Regions from separate parts of the Pan troglodytes genome. Here regions 1 and 3 are each linked to region 2. Evidence: chromatin contacts called from public Hi-C and HiChIP or PLAC-seq data. All regions are on one chromosome and are shown on one strand. Each heading gives the region's core, a stretch centred on a gene start, on an enhancer-like site or on the middle of the called end of the contact. The rest is flanking DNA. Distances are from core to core; before and after follow the strand shown.

Evidence for each region. Hi-C and Micro-C count contacts between places; a contact is called where the count stands out from the background. HiChIP or PLAC-seq counts read pairs in DNA pulled down with a chosen protein or histone mark.
Region 1: a Hi-C map of stem cell-derived neural progenitor cells shows a contact between it and region 2, with 4 times the contacts expected there. The contact joins the enhancer-like site here to the promoter of NUDT4 in region 2. A contact is called at or near these places in 3 of 7 Hi-C or Micro-C datasets (induced pluripotent stem cells, a lymphoblastoid cell line and stem cell-derived neural progenitor cells) and 1 of 1 datasets of contacts at active chromatin or transcription factors (stem cell-derived excitatory neurons).
Region 3: an H3K4me3 HiChIP or PLAC-seq map of stem cell-derived excitatory neurons shows a contact between it and region 2, with 6 times the contacts expected there. The contact joins the promoter of EEA1 here to the promoter of NUDT4 in region 2. A contact is called at or near these places in 1 of 7 Hi-C or Micro-C datasets (stem cell-derived neural progenitor cells) and 1 of 1 datasets of contacts at active chromatin or transcription factors (stem cell-derived excitatory neurons).

Annotation. Positions count from the first base shown.
Region 1 is chr10:99,814,525-99,817,224 of NHGRI_mPanTro3-v2.0_pri, reverse strand. No RefSeq gene overlaps it. Among named protein-coding and RNA genes, the nearest start is that of EEA1, 59 kb to the right of the region's middle. Within about 2 kb of position 1,259, at least 6 of the 24 cell types and tissues checked have an H3K27ac peak or open chromatin away from gene starts, as enhancers often do. A contact at or near this core is called in induced pluripotent stem cells, a lymphoblastoid cell line and stem cell-derived neural progenitor cells, where this site is marked.
Region 2 is chr10:100,212,751-100,215,450 of NHGRI_mPanTro3-v2.0_pri, reverse strand. NUDT4 (nudix hydrolase 4) reads right to left here and starts at 1,381. Exons shown (of 5, transcript XM_001136251.7): 1 at 810-1,381. The coding sequence starts at 908. It overlaps LOC134807501 (a long non-coding RNA gene), which reads left to right and starts at 1,690. Exons shown (of 3, transcript XR_010148119.1): 1 at 1,690-1,791.
Region 3 is chr10:99,755,926-99,758,625 of NHGRI_mPanTro3-v2.0_pri, reverse strand. It overlaps EEA1 (early endosome antigen 1), which reads left to right and starts at 1,335. Exons shown (of 29, transcript XM_522610.9): 1 at 1,335-1,661. The coding sequence starts at 1,638.

The DNA of each region.
Region 1 (2,700 bases), core at 10-2,509, 400 kb after region 2:
GCAGAGAGTGCACAGTTCTCTCTCATATAGTTGTTATGAGGTCCAAATAAAATAGTGTATAAAGTAGCTCCCAGTAAGAACTGAATCATTATTACTTCTCCCTTTTTAGTTGCTGAAATTCAGGTTTGTGAGCTTACGTTGACTTTTAAGCATCTAAATAGATTTTCCATTTTACATAGATGAATAATGATTAAAAATAGCAAAAGTAGGATTAGATGAACACCTGGGATGAAGCAAATCCTTAAAGGAAAATAATATGATCTCAGGATCTTGAAAACATGTTTGCAAGATACATTTTTCCTTGAGATTAAAATCTTAGACTTTTGTTATCTCTTCCAAATGAACCATTTAATCAATGAGACAGTTTATTGGACAAATAGATGTTTTCCTTGCACTGTGCCAAAAAACAGATTTGATTGATTTTACAATTAAATTGAGGGAAGTGGCTGATAGTTTTTGCAAACTCATTCCTTGCCCTTTATTGATTTTTGTTTAAAGTTTAGCCATTGAACATTACAATAAAGTAACTAAGCAAGCCACCTTGAACTGACAAAACAAGGGCACTCACTAAGTGAAAACACCACACATAATGATAAGACCTGTCAGAGCACTTATGGATTCTGCATCTGATCACTGGAATATGACGTCTAGAGTACTAGGATTAAGAATCTCAGCCTTGAAGTTAAAAAAAAAAAAAAAAAGGAATCTTAACCTTTTCCTGGCACAGTGGCTCATGCCTGTAATTCCAACACTTTGGGAGGCCAAGGCTGGAGGATTGCCTGAGGCCAGGAGTTTAAGACAAGGCTGGGCAACATAGTGAGACCCCTCCCCTTCCCATCTCTACAAAATAATAAATAAATAAATAAATAAAAGAATCCCAGCCTTGAGGTTAGCTTTGGACTATCAAAGCTGCCTCAACTATTGCTCATTTAGAGAGCTCAAAAGCTTTTTTAAGAACTCGCTTGTTTGTTTCATTTCCTCTTCTGAAGATTTTTTTTTGCAGATCCAGACTTTGAAGAGGCTCCTCCCTCCTGCCAGGCTCACTTGCCCTTGTGCTTGCTGTGACAAATTACATATTTCAAAACTCTCAAGTAGTGCCCCGCTTCTGTCCCAACGCTACCACCACCATGCATATCCCTTGCTGAACTCTGAAACCAAGACTCAGTTTCAGGAAACACAGCTGTCAGAACACTCCTCCAGTTACAGAGTCTACAGGCATCTCACACTAGGTCTCCAGGTCCCCATGTCCCAGCATGAAGTGGGGGTGGAATGTGGCAGAGGCCTGTCACCTCTCCTCCCTCCAGGGCTGGCAACTTAACTTCCCCCGACCTGGGTCTTCTGTTTCACAACAGATTCAGTCTTTTCAACTTCTGGATGCCTCTCTTGGTAGCTCACACCTGCAATCCAAGCACTCTGAGGGGCAGAGGATCCCTTGAGCCTCAGAGTTCAAAATCAGGCCAGTCAACATAGTGATACCCCTTCTCTATCAAAAATAAGAACTAAAAAAACTTTTTAAATGGATGCTTCTCTTAGCTTGGCTTCTCTTTGCATTTGAAAAATGATGCCAATTCTTTTCCTCAGGGGACGTCTTTGAATGCCTCTGGCACTTTCACAGATTCCTCCTTTTTTTCCTAAACTTTGATTATGAAGCAAAATGTGGCAATTTAGACGTTTCATTAGTTGTTACTAAGCTGTGTCTCTGCTTGTTTTGTAAACTCTTTCCCAGACCCAGTGGAAAAGCACATGCACTTCTTTTACTTTTTTGAAGTGAACTAGCACCCTCTGTAGGCCAATCTTGTTTATTAATAGTTTCTAGTGCCAGTGCCTAAGGCAAAAAAATTGCATTTGTCAAACCTATCTATGAAAATCCCTTAAATTATCAGGAAGCATAAAAACCAAAAATTAGTTTCTTTTGTTTCTGTTTTGGTCAGTGTCTCCCTTTTTTGGAGTAGTGGATTTCAACAGGGGAGGGAAGCTTAAATAAAAAGAGAGTCTTTTTCTCTACCTCTCTTTTTGTCTTTTCTGCCACGTGCTTATGTGGAGAAGCTTGTATTCTTCAATTTCCGTATAATATATTCATTCACTCAGAAATGTTTATTGAGTCAACTACCTACCAAGCACAATACAGATTCTGATACAGAGAGATCCCTGCTCTCATGGAGCTTACATTCTAATAAGGAAAGAAGATTACCAGCTAGATTTTTAAGAGATGCTTCTTCAGAGAATAATAGATACTCTGAGCATAATAAAATGAGAATGGTGTAGAGAGTGATAGGGCAGTGGGGTAAGCTGTATTAAATAGAATAGTCATGGTGGGCCTCCAGAAGGAGGTGATTTTTAGCAGAGATTTGAATGGAGAGGAGCCGGATTCATAAATTCTGTGCTGGGGTGTGACCACAGCAGTCTGGCTTGCCAAATCTACTCCTAATCTCTACATTTACTGCCTCCCACATGTTGTATTTTGGCTACACCTCATTAGTCCCCAAAAAGTAGATTACGAGGTGGGAGGATCACTTAAGGCCAGGAATTTGAGACTAGCCTGGGCAATATAGTGAGACTCCATCTCTAATTTATGAAAGAGAGAGAGAGAGAGAGAGAGAGAGAAAGCAAAAAAAAAAAAAAAAAAAAAAAAAGGCTGGACATGGTGGCTTCACCTGTGATCCCAACATTTTAGCGGGGGCAAGGCAGGAGGATTGCTTA
Region 2 (2,700 bases), core at 132-2,631:
AGCCCAATGCAGATGGGTAAATTATCCAAGAACGACTGCTCTTAGAACGAGAAAGGCTACTCCTTTCCAGATGTCAAGCCAGACGCAAAGAACCCTTTACACATAAGCTGAGAGCTGGAGATTACTGTCTGAAAATGGCAGCTTTGCCCATCTCTAGTCCATCGTCTCCCTTTTGGCATTATTCCACATTTTTCACTAACCATTTTTCTGCAGTCAGAAAACTTTAAGAAGGGAAGGCCGTTTTAAAAATGAGGCATAATTATGCCAACAGCTTGCGGGTTCATGGACCCACAAGAATTACCAAGACTACACTCAATTCCAAGCACGAGGACTGTCTGTTACTCCACAAACATGCTTAGATCGAATCCGAGACCGCAAACGGCTGTAACATGGAAGGAAAATATGTAAAAGAGGCACAAGGGCTCTGCTGCAACACTCACGCCATTTCCACCCTCCTCTCGCTGAGCACTCGAGGTTTATCCGGCTTTCAACTCAATTCGCACGTTAAGATGGTGACTCCCGCTAGGCGAGACTTACACGGCCCGGGACCTTCCCGGGGACCAGGAGCCTTCTCGAGTGCCCAGATGGAGAAACTGGGGCTGGGCGAGCCCCCTTTGTCTCATCTATCAGCCCAGAGAAAGGAAGGAAGAAGTGAGGGAGGAAAGGAGTGAGGGAGGAAAGGAGGGAGGGAGGAAGAGGGCTAATCCCTCCCAGCCCCGCAGCCTGCGCAGGGGCGGGGAGCGAGGGGAAGCACCCGGGCCCTAGACCCCGGCGCCCCGGAGGGCAGCGTGCGGCGCCGGGCGCCCTACCTCGTCCTCCTGCTCGCTCCGGAAGCACAGGCACGCCGCCCGCTTCTTGAAGCCCTCGCGGTCGTAGGTCCGCGTCTGGTTGGGCTTGAACTTCATCATAGAGGCGGGCTCCTGCTGCTGCTGCTGCTCCGGCCGCCGCCGTGGGGGCCCGGCCGCCGCCACCCCGCCGGGGAGTGGGGGCGAGGGCGAGTCGGGCGCAGGGGCGCCCGGGAGCGCTACTCGGTGCGGGAGGTGCGGCGAGGCCGGTCAGTCCCGGGGCCGGCGGCCGCTCCGACGCGGGCGGGACGGGACGCTAGCGCGGGTCACTGGAACCAGGGTGCCGAGATGAAAGCTCCGCCTCTGCCCAGTTGTCCGCCGCTCTCCATGGAGCCCGACTCCCGCTCGCCTCCGCTCCCTCCGGCCGTAGCCGCCAGGGGAAGGGCGGCTAGAGGCGCGCGCCACGCGTAGACAGTTGCGAAGACCCGCTCCCACTGAGCAGCAGCACCGCGGCGACCGCGCGCCGCCCCCTCTGCTCTGTTTAAGTGAAGCCCACACGCGCCCCGCCTCCCCCGCGCGCCACTGCGCCTGCGTGCAGAGACCGTTGCAATGGGGTGGGTGGGTAGGTGCGGCGGGGGAGGTAGGGGCGGGACCTCGGCCGCCTGGTGGGCGGGGCCGCGCGCACTCCCGGGCTGGAGTTCGGCGAGGCCTTGGGACTGGCGCTGGAGCCCAGCGTGGGATGACCGTGCCCCGAAAACGTGCCAGTGAATGGAAAGAAGCCAAGGTCCCCTCCCTCCCTGCTTATACCCTCAACTTTGCCAATGAGGACCCTAAATACCAGCTGCACTACAGGGGATGTAACTACATACACCGTCACCAAAGTTGCAGCCTGGCCAAGAAATGCCAGGGGACGTCGCGGCGATTGCAGACTCCGCGGTGACTGTGTAGATACGTCCAGAGTTCGCCCGTGTAGCGCGGGGAGAGGCGAGAGTGAAGGCCTAGAAAAGTTAAGACGTTAAGTGTTTTTTTTTTTTTTTCTTTGTTTTCACAAATGGGGGGTAGGCAAATTTCCTTTTTTTTTTTTTTGTATTTAAATTTTTAATCTTTGGTTGGGGATGGCTTGTATTTTTTAAAGAGTCAACTCTAGCTTAAACATTTCTTTGAAGCTGTCTGTAACATCCCCCACTTTGTGCCACCTTCCGGAAAGTATTAATACTGGCAATGGCTAATAGTTGCGAAATGGTTTTCATGTGGATCTCATGCTAAGTAACAGCACAGCTGGATGCTGGGGCCCCAGCACTAAAATATAATGGGATTTCTGCTATCTGGGAGCTTACAGTACCTTGGGGACTTGGAACAAACAACCTCTACACTTCAGAGTGTTAGAAGGGCTAAGATAGGAGCCAGGAGGCCTGATCTTGAGGTAGCTCGAGAAACCCAAACTCAGGCCATTCTGCCCTTCCACAGAGGCCCAGGTTGCTTGGGTCCTGACTTGGTTGGTTGGTTTTTCACCCCTTGAGGGCCTATTGTGTGTCAGGCACTGGCATCTAACAAAACCAGTCAGCCCCTGCCTCTCCAGGAGCGTAGGCACCTGAGAGCAAACCGTCAAATATTAAATGATCACACGTGTACACGTAAAACTACAAATGTAATGGGCTCTAAGGTTTCAGACAAAGATTTGACCAGATCTGCAGTCAGAAAAAGGTTATTGGGGCAGCAAGGCAGGAGCTGAGGGCTGAAGGAGGAGGAGCTAAATTGACCAAGAGCTTTCAAGGCAAAGGGAACTGGGATTTCTGCAGAGCCCAAAGTGGGAGGGAGTGAGGAGAGTTCTCAGAAATGAAAGAAAAGGCCAGTGTGGCTGCAGAGCGGAGGGAAGCTGGTTCCGCCTCTGGCAGAGGGGCCTGTGAGGCCTGAC
Region 3 (2,700 bases), core at 86-2,585, 460 kb after region 2:
CCTCATGTTTAGAAAGATGGAAAAGTATGTGCTTTGTGAGTGCATTATCACTAGTGATTACTCATATATTAGCTGTAGGCATGACTGTGCTGCTGCACCATCGAGAGACACACACACACATAATAAAAACCCAAATATATTTGGGATAGAAATATCATATTACATTATATAATGCATTATACTTTACAAAACATTTTCCTATTCATTAACTGATTTGCAAATAATATTTAATTTTGTGCTGCTTTTCAAAAGATCTGGAAGTGCTTTCCAAAAAGCACTCCATTCATTGCTTCATAGGCTTCATTCAGTGGTCTGTTGGTTTTTTCTTTTTTTTTTTTTTTCCCTCCCAGCAAGGTTAGTTCCATTATTCCCTCTCCTTCCCTATTCAAGCAATATTAAAGGCTTCTCTTTTTCTACCAGGGTGTTAAGTTGAGCCTCTTGGCTGTGAATATTGGCAGAATGGTAGGACGCAGAAGCTGTGATTTCTCGAGTTAAATAATGACATCGTGCCTGGAGGTCAGTTCAAAGTCCACGTCGTTTTGGCACGATATTTATCTGTGACCTCATTTTCTTCTTAATCTATAAAACAGAGGCGTTAATGACAATTTACTTCATAAATCGATTATCAGAATAGGACTTAAAATTCCTTAGGAGGTCAAGCACGGGCTTTAGAAAGTGCAACATGTGAACATCAGCCTATTAAAAATTGTTTTGATCTAGAAAAGACAACCTCAAACTTCTCTTGCCAATTCAAATTCCAGCTTCTTCCTACCCTTCTTTTCTAAATCTTTGCTTTCTCTTTGGCTGAAATTAGAAGCAGGAAGGGAGCAGGGAAAGAAAACCTGGGACTGGAAAAGGGCAGGGAAGCCCAACAGACCGGTTAAGCACGTCTGAGATTCTCTAGTCGGCTTCAACCCAGGGGCTAAGAGGCAGAGTCAGCGTTTCCAGCAGAAACTAGCATATAGCTCAGGCTCAATACCACGTCGAGTCAGGAGCAATCGCCGGAAGGGTCACACCGACACATTTTACAAAACAGCCTAAGGCGTCCCCTCCTCCCGCCTGGGTCAGGGAGGGACACCCCCAGGGGTCCTCGCCCGCCTCCCACTAGCGGGCACGCGGTCGTCGCGCGGGCGCGGCCCTCTGACGGAGCCCAGGCGTGCACTCCGCAGCCTCGGCGTCCCCCAGCTAGCCGGAAGAAGCTGCGGCGACAGCGTCCTGCCGCCTGTCTGTCACGCAGCCGCCCACGTTGCCACCGCTTCCGATTGGTCGCTGGCCTGGACCGGCCCCCTTCAGCCCCGCCTCCCGCGAATGGACAGGCGAGGGGCGGGCCCGCCACCGCCCCGCCCCCCGGCGGCCGCGGGCGGGCCCGCCCATCTGTCAGTTACGGGGGCTGCCCGGCGGGCGGGCTGGAGGCGCTCGCAGGCTGCCTAGTCGTTCGCTCGCTCTCTCTCGCGTGCTCCCTCTCGTCGCCTGTGGGGAAGTCGGGGCCGCCCGAGCGGCCGTCGCCACCGCCTCGCCCCGACCTCCTTCCCGGTCCCCTCCCGGCCCAGTCCCTCCCGCCCGCGCACCCCGAGTAGTGAGTGGCCCCGCGCAGGGTCTGGAGAGTCACCGCGGCGGCGCCGGGTGGTGGTTAAACCATGTTAAGGAGGATTTTACAGAGGGTAAGAGAGTGAAACCGTCTTTCCCGCAGCACGTGAGCGGGACAGCCGGAGCTCGGGGCCGCGGCGCGGGCGCCCCTCCTCAGCGCGGGCTCCTTCCTTCCCTAGGCCCCACAGCCCGGCAGGCGCTTAGGCCTCGGTCGCCCGGCCCGGGGGCGGGGAGGGCGGGTGGGGCCGGCGCGGCGGGGCGGCAGGCAGAGCCCTGGTGGCTCCGCGCGTCCAGGCCTGGCGCCCGCTCCGGCGCGGGGCTCCGTGTGTGCGAGCGGGCTGCGAGCTGGAGGGTGTGGTGCCGGCGCGTTCCTCCCGGGAACCCTGAGTGGGAGTGAAAATGGAGAGTTGGTGCCCGTGGGACGGGCCAGCCGCCGCCTGCCGGGCTGGAGAACGCCCCATGGGAGATTCGGGCAGCTTGCTTCGCCTTTCCCCACCCGCCGCACTCCCCGTGCCCCCCAATTTGACACGACGCGCACCTGCCACACACGGCCCTGCTTTCTCCTTTGGACCACAGTGGAGGGTGGTGTGGTGAGCCCCGGCCTAGCCTGGGCCCAGGCGTGGGACTGACACTGGCAAAGTCAGCCGAGAAGGAAGATGTTACTCACTGTTGGAAACTTTTTTTTAATTAAAAATATGTTTTCTGTCCAAGCCCCACTACCTTATTTTAGCTATCCAAGAATAAATCCGCAGTAAGCTTGATCAAGTGGTATACACTTAGTTTCTGCCTGTGCTGTCTCTGAAATCTGGAAAACCTTGAGGATAGAAAGATTAGAGCATTAGAAAACTGTAGGTGTATCATTTAAGAATCAGTTACTAGAATAACATAATTCACATCTCTTTTCCTATAAGAGTTATTGTACCTGTCAACTTAAATTTGTTTTTTTTTGGTATAGCTTTTTTCTTTTCTTTTTGAGGCTGATAGGGTGTAACAAAATGTAAATGATTGAAAAGTAGGTGCCAAGCCTATTAGTTCTTTACCGAGGGAGTAGGATAACTAGTTCAAAGGACAAAAGAAATTAGTGAATTTGTAGGATTCAGCCGAGGAATGTGC